2 separate regions of the Sus scrofa genome follow, and region 2 is linked to region 1. The links are chromatin contacts, called in public Hi-C maps. All regions are on one chromosome and are shown on one strand. Each heading gives the region's core, a stretch centred on a gene start, on an enhancer-like site or on the middle of the called end of the contact. The rest is flanking DNA. Distances are from core to core; before and after follow the strand shown.

Region 1 (3,608 bases), core at 576-3,075:
TGCTCACAATTTGAGGAATGTTTTTATTTTGCCCATGATGGCTAAATTTCTAAGGAAGCCTCCAGAACTTGGACATACCACCTCTATTGTATATCAAGCTATAAACCAGAAGTAGAGTTATGTACAAGGGGCAGGTGTGGTAGCAGAAGTGGGAGTCACTGATAGATCAGTACACGCACTCTCCCTTCCTTTGAACTTTATAAAAGTCCGAAGTAAGCTGTAGTTGAAAACATGAGAAAAATTTCAAAAGCACATGAAATCAACTAAATAAAATATGAAATGTAAGTTGTCATATTAACCTTGAGTAATTATTTTTAAATGCTCAAGTTTTTTGGGTTTTTTTTGGCCGCACCATGGCATGTGGAAGCATCAGGGCCATGGATTGAACCCACGTCATAGCAGTGACCTGAGCCATAGCAGTGACAACACGGGACCTATGACCCACTGAGCCAGTAGGGAACTCCTAAATGCACCAGCTTTTTAAATTGATATAGAAAACGAAATCAACCGACCAGAAAAAAAACTATGAACATATTAACACAAAGCATCTGGTGATGATGCGGTGATGCTTACTACCGTCATAACTGATTTTTTATTCTCATATTTTCTTATCTTTAAATTACTTGGATAACAAATTTCATATTTTTTGCCATAGTTGTGAATATTTGAACATGAAATTTTTGTCCCTGTAATTGTGATTCTTTGAAAATGATGTCAAAAACCAAAATATTTTTTTTCCCATTCCAACAGTCTCAAACCATTTTCCACTTCTCTCCCACATTTCCTCTTCCTTCTCTCATGCTTCTGCACTTTTCCTTTAGTAGGTTCAGAATTTCTGTCAGAGGTTAGTAACAATCATCTATGTCCAGCATAAGAAACAACCCTGCCATGATGAAGGGCAGATCCAGGTTATAGTGCCTGATAAATTTGCTTGCTGCGGCCCCACCCAATTTAACAGACTTTCCTCTAATCTCCATGTAACTCTGTATGCCTTTCTACATTATTCCCATTAGCAATGCTCTCTGACTCAGTCTCCAACTTGGTTGTGTGCCTTAACTGGAGGCACTGCAGCTCAGTTAAAACACAGATCTTTATCTGGTTCTGCATCATGGATTATAATAGTTATGGTTATCAAACTAACATGACTTTTAAGACCCCAAAAGGTATGCTGGCAATCCACAAATATCTCTCGGATACAGAAGGCAAAATTAGGAGAAAATATAGGATGTGGAAAAGACCATAAGAGAAAAGCATGAGCAAAATAATTAAAACAATAACAATTTGGGGTAACAGCCAAAAACTTAAGTGGAAGAGGGGAGGTATTTTTGACCCCCTAACTAATATATTAAAATGTGTCATTTCACATACTCACACTGCATACATGATTTGGCTTTCTCTTTCTCAGCCCCAGCAACAGCCAGGAATATTTTGTTGACAGTTTTTACTGTCATAAATTTGGTTCGCTGATCCAATTTTTCTTTATAAGGAGAAAAGAGAAAACTTAAAGATCTTTTCTCAAGTGAGATTCTCTTTCTCCTGGGGTTTTCATTGATTTATAATTGCATTGATACTTCATATTTCTTTTAAAACACTATGTTCTAATGCTCAGTCTGGCAGAGGCTTTCCTTTGTATTTGACATGATGTCCACCAAATCTTCCTTTACAAAGAGAGCTTAGGGTTCTGGAAAAATCAATAGGCATTTAGCTACTAGGGAGACAGAAAGATGGAGCAATGTACATGGTGGCCACTAGCAACTGTTGGGATAAGAATTTCTCAAAAGGCTGAAATGAAGCCAAAAGTCTTCAAGTTGTGGAATGTAAGCAGTTACATAACCACTTTTTGGGTTAATTATTCAGGCTTTCTGCCCATCTTCCCTTTAGATGAGCTGCTCCTGGGTGGGAAGCACTGTAATTTCAATGTGACAATTGCCATCTCAATGACCATCATTTTCTGTCTGAAAGGGAATGGCCTTTCAAAGAAGACATATTTAAGTTGCTAAATAACAAACCTTTGGCCTCTATGATTCACACTGCTTTGCCATCAGTTTTAGACAGTGTTCAATTATACATCAAGGCAAAGACAGGTCTTCCATTTCAGGTCCGTCCTGTCAAAAGCCTGGTTCCCCATAATTTATAGTGGGTATTCCATTGCAATGATTCTGCTAGCTGCCTTCTCCCTTACTCTGCCTGAAAGTCAAATTATCTGCTCAAAAGTCAATGAAAGGTCCCAAGCTGCTAAGGCAGCTAAACAAATCTGCTAACAACAATAGTCATCAGAGGAGAAATACAGAAGAAATTAACTGTGTTCCTCAATAGGCATTCTGGGAAACAGCATTCAACATCAAAGCCCAGCTCTTAAATGCATCCTATCATGGGCTGGACAGATCCTGCTCTCTGACAGGGGTGGATGGCTCAGCTGTGAACAGATGGCATTCTCCCCACCAACACTCTACCCCACAGCCCCTAAGAGTAAGGTTCCACAATGGTCAAGGCTATTGTCTAACAAGTTTCCATTCATCGTGAAGGCAAGGACCTGAATCTTACTTGGAAAATGTTTTGTGATTAAGGCTTTCAAGCAGCAAACTTAACATCAACAGTCCCCTGTGGGAAATAGCCTGACTTAAAATAAAATTGACCAAGCAGAAAGTTATAAATAATATTATTTTAACAGGGTTTTGAGGTACAGCCAAATATTTGGGAATGTTCTCAGTCTAAACAAAGCCAGCATATTTCTCATTTTTTTCCAACCTCATGACTGAGACAAGAGATAAATGGAAAAGGAAAAAAGCCCACAGTTGCGAAATGTAAATTCAAAAGAAAAATCAATCTGGACAGTCATAAAAACCAGGTGGCAGGCAAAAATTGGACTCATTTATGAAGAAATGCACAACATTCTCTAAAACAGGCAATAACTAAGGTACAGTGAAAAGAGCAAAGAATTTGAAGGCAAAAAACAGTTCAGACCATTTAGTCCATCACTCATAAAATGTGTGCATCTGGGTACATTTCTTAGCTTCTTTGCTTCTCTGGGCCTCACATTCCTCATATAGAAAATGGCAAAGATAGCACTTATCTCAGAGTTGTTACAGGGATTTAGAGTTCAGGAATGGAAGCGCCCAGCACAGCAATCAGGATGCAAAGGATTGTCAAATTTCCACTGTCTCCCACCACTTCCCAAGCCTCCCATCCCACCCACCCCCAAACACACAGGAAATGTTGACGATGCCTTGGATTTAAATATATTAGAGGTGGTTGTGTCATACTAAAGAAAATGCAATTGGACTAGAAATCTAATGAAATTAGTCTGTGACTGATTTTGCAACTAGTATTAGCTTCAAGAAATGGCCTCACTTCTCTGGGCTCGCTTGCCTTTAAAGTGAGGTCTTTGGAGTAGATAATCTATAAGAAATCTTCCAGTTTTTGCATTCAATGATTTACAGGAATTTATGCCTATGTGAACCAAGAGTTTTTGTTTTGTCTTCCTTGTTTTCACCATTTCTTGATGTGTTGTTTCAAAATGAGCTTTAGTATAGCTAGTATTTGGATTTTTCTTTGGTATGTGGAGATCTTAGTAAAGGCAAAGGGAGCCTTGTTTTCAGAAGATGTTC
Region 2 (3,608 bases), core at 670-3,169, 310 kb before region 1:
AACCTACACCACAGCTCATGGCAACGCCGGATCGTTAACCCGCTGAGCAAGGGCAGGGACCGGAACCCGCAACCTCATGGTTCCTAGTCGGATTCGTTAACCACTGCGCCACGACGGGAACTCCTAAAAAACAATACTTGGTATACATCATGGTTGCTATATCTTCAGCGGGTGGTATAATAATATTTGACTCTTTTTATTGGCGTTAAGGTCTTTGAGATAGTCTGGTGGCAGAAGACAATATTAAAGGTCACCAATAGAATTCACGTTATGCAGTTTTTCTTCTTAAAATCTATTCTCTCTTTCTTCTGAAGTATAATTTACAAAATGCTCCTTCAGAGAATGTTTCAAATTCTAGGCGTTATCCAGTAGGTTTCTCTCTTAGTTTACTACCTTCCAGCTCCACCTAACACACACTTTTCCAACTTCCCCTTTGACCCTGGAAAGACTTGCTCATAAAATCATTCCATAAAACCTTTATCATGTTATTCAGTCTGTGTTAAAATAAAAATAATCCTGCAAGAAGTGAGGCTTTAGGTGAATGACTTAGCAACTGCTTAACACATTTAAAATTTTTTTTTTCCAGCTGCACAATTCAAAGCTCAAAGGCATTCTTTTCTGGAATTTCCACTAGAAAGCAGATCACAGGCGATGAGGATTGGGAAGATGGAGAGGGGGGGTGCTGGGTCACTGGCTTTCTGCCTCACATTCCTCAGTCCCCAGAGGGGCCTGGTGACCCAAGTTAAATTCTAGAGTTGTTGAGGTATTGGTCTGTGGAGATTAGAGCATAATGTGCTTGAACTCTTTCCTGTTGGTGGTTGAAAACCTTGTTCTTTTCCAAATTTCTGGAGAGGTGAAGTACTTACATTTTTTTCCCTTAGTCACCTCTACCTTTAAAGCCCCATTGCCTCTGAATCAGTTCAATCCATGAGTCATTTCACCTTTGTTCACCACCTGCCTTGATTCTCCTGTTGTGACATAGACTTGCACCTAGGCATTTCCTTCATTTCCACACCCACAGATAAAAACACAAAAGGCCTTGGTGTGGGTGGTTCTAGAACACAATAAGGTGAGCATCTTAAGAAGGAATTTTAGATATCTAAGTTCTTACAAAAGATCTTAGTCAACTAACCTGGATGCCAGTGTTCCTCTAGCCCTCTTGTTTTCCTTGTCTCCTGCTTCCCCAATTCCATCTTTTTACCTACAGCATCATTTCTTTGAAAATGATGCTACCTATTCATGATGCTCCCTACCTATTCTTGTGAACTTCACCTTACTTTCTCCAGTGTTAGACCAAAAATATTCTTTTCTCAGAAGGAATTCTGATGCCAGCTTATGATTTAATTATCCTTTTTGCCTTACTATTTTATTTCTATCTTAGCATAGATAGAGCATCACGGAACAAGTTTTAAGCTTAGGGTGACAAAGAGAAAGAGTGAAAGCCCTCAGTGGAATGGAGTATATGGAGGCCAAGGGACACACAAAGGGGGAGAGGTGCTAAGAAGGCGTCCAGTGACACTAGAAACAAGCCTGTCACATGCACTGTAGGGCTTAACCTATGATGGCTCTCTATTGTTTATGTTTCCATTAACTCAAATTCTTGAGTCTTACATTTTTGTTTTTTTTTTTTTTAAACCAGATTTGTAGCATTACAAATTTGTTATTGTCTCCAGATTTCTAAATGTTGCCTTTCAGAATTAGTTTTATCCCCCTGTCTCTATCGGCTAATATATTCTCTCTACAGATTCTTGCATTAATGACTCAGGATCATAACCTCCTGTGAATCGTGTATTATTAAATCTCCTTACCAGCAGCTGAGATTAGAATAAAGAGAAGTTGATAAGTTGCATAGTCACAAAATGAGTCATTAGAACTAGGAGCAGATTTCAGACGCTGAAGCCACAAGTCCTGCTTCTCAATAGACTTGCTGGCTGCATGTTAATTTAACTTCCCTGAAAAAAAGCTGAATCACACTGTTCTCTTCTGTGTCATGGTCCCTGGTCAGACAGGATTCACTGCCTTCAATGCTTTCTCATTTTGTTATCTATCTATTTATCTATCTAAATAATTTTTAAAGAATTTTTACGATTATTCCTAGAACATTCTACCTTGCATAGTAATCAAATACCAGGCTTTTTGAAAATGTTGAAATGATGGTATTCTAAACAGTGGAGTACCATAACATTCTTCCCTATAATCTGCCCACATGCATTCATTTAACTTCAGCCCTTTATTCAGTGCTTTTTACCTTCGAAGATGTTTGGAAAGAAAAGTTGGGACATCTTTAGTGCTGGGGGAAAAGTAGGGAAGAGAGTATCTCTGAATTAGAAAATAACCATACAAAGATTAAAAAAAGGAAAAAGAACAGAAAAGAACCATACTCAGTGGTGCCAAAGCCAAGCTTTGTCAAGTCCAAAGGTTTATTTGCAAGGCATATTTATTTTTGAAACACTGTTTTCATTTGCTACATTCCCTTGAAAAGTATTATATCTCAGTTGATCTCCTTATTAATCAGGAAGCAAAGGAAGTGACTGACTTTTTAAAAGTAATGTGGAAATGAGTGTTCAAGGAAAGAGTCAAGGGATAAAATGTGCACAACTACTGAAAGGCTATGAAATACGACTTCTACTAAGAGAGGCAGTCAGATGGTCAAGAGAGTAAACTAGAAGTCAGAGGGCTTCTTGATTCTAGTGACAATCAACACATGGTAGTCATAGACACCAGATCAGATATCCATTGTGAAGCTCAAATTAGATAACGGATGGAAATAATCATAAACCCTACAAAGTGCATGCCACACGGCTCTACCTGCAAATATCAGCTCATACTGGTGTGATACCAAAGGGTGTCCTAAAAGTTAGGCAAGTTGATTAGTCATACAGACCCTCAGCAGGTTGGGTTACCAGATTGACTACAGGGTGCCCAGTTTAGTTTGGCGTTTAGATAAAACTGGATCATTTTTTTAATATAACTATGCTCTAAATTATTTATTTACCTGAAATTCAAATATAATGGGCATTGTGTACTTTATATGGCAACCATATTGACCAGGAAATGTACTTGCTTCAGAACTGTCAAGATTGTGCAGCTCAGAAACCTAATGTTGTTGTCACGGACAGTGGGCCAAGTCAATTATTACTTGTTAGAAATGTAGCTGTCAAGAGAGCCAGATATCCATCCCAAGCTATCTGTACATTTTCCCCTGGAAGTAAGTTAAATATGAAGACCTTTTAAATACCTGATGGTTTTTTGGTGAGCAAGTTCTCCCCTCATATAGGGATGTCAAGCCAAGGAAATGGTAGAGTCCAACTCCCTGGAAGGGGCAATGTCAATACTTGCTGCTACAGTTCTCCTTTTTTTTCAGTCTTCATGGATCCTCTTCCAACTGATACATTGTATTTTTATATTTAAAACAGCTATCTAATTGAAGCTAACTCATTCTTGCCTAACTTGGAACAAATTTGTCTCTTCGTTTTGACTCTACACATCTTTGCTTGATCTGTTATGTCTTGATTTTAAGATTAACCTTTTATATTAATCTTATTTGCAATATTTAATCTTCACAGGACCTTCCTACTGTCCATTTCTAAAAACCAATTTAAGGCATG

The links. Hi-C and Micro-C count contacts between places; a contact is called where the count stands out from the background.
Region 2: a contact with region 1 is called in a Hi-C map of embryonic fibroblasts, with 2.1 times the contacts expected there. The contact joins two enhancer-like sites. A contact is called at or near these places in 3 of 47 Hi-C or Micro-C datasets (embryonic fibroblasts and heart right ventricle).

The regions. Positions count from the first base shown.
Region 1 is chr13:116,126,703-116,130,310 of Sscrofa11.1, reverse strand. The region is part of intron 4 of LOC106505748 (a long non-coding RNA gene); the gene reads right to left. Among named protein-coding and RNA genes, the nearest start is that of KCNMB2, 620 kb to the left of the region's middle. Within about 2 kb of position 1,825, at least 11 of the 83 cell types and tissues checked have an H3K27ac peak or open chromatin away from gene starts, as enhancers often do. A contact at or near this core is called in embryonic fibroblasts, where this site is marked.
Region 2 is chr13:116,439,787-116,443,394 of Sscrofa11.1, reverse strand. No RefSeq gene overlaps it. Among named protein-coding and RNA genes, the nearest start is that of KCNMB2, 300 kb to the left of the region's middle. Within about 2 kb of position 1,919, at least 13 of the 83 cell types and tissues checked have an H3K27ac peak or open chromatin away from gene starts, as enhancers often do. A contact at or near this core is called in embryonic fibroblasts, where this site is marked.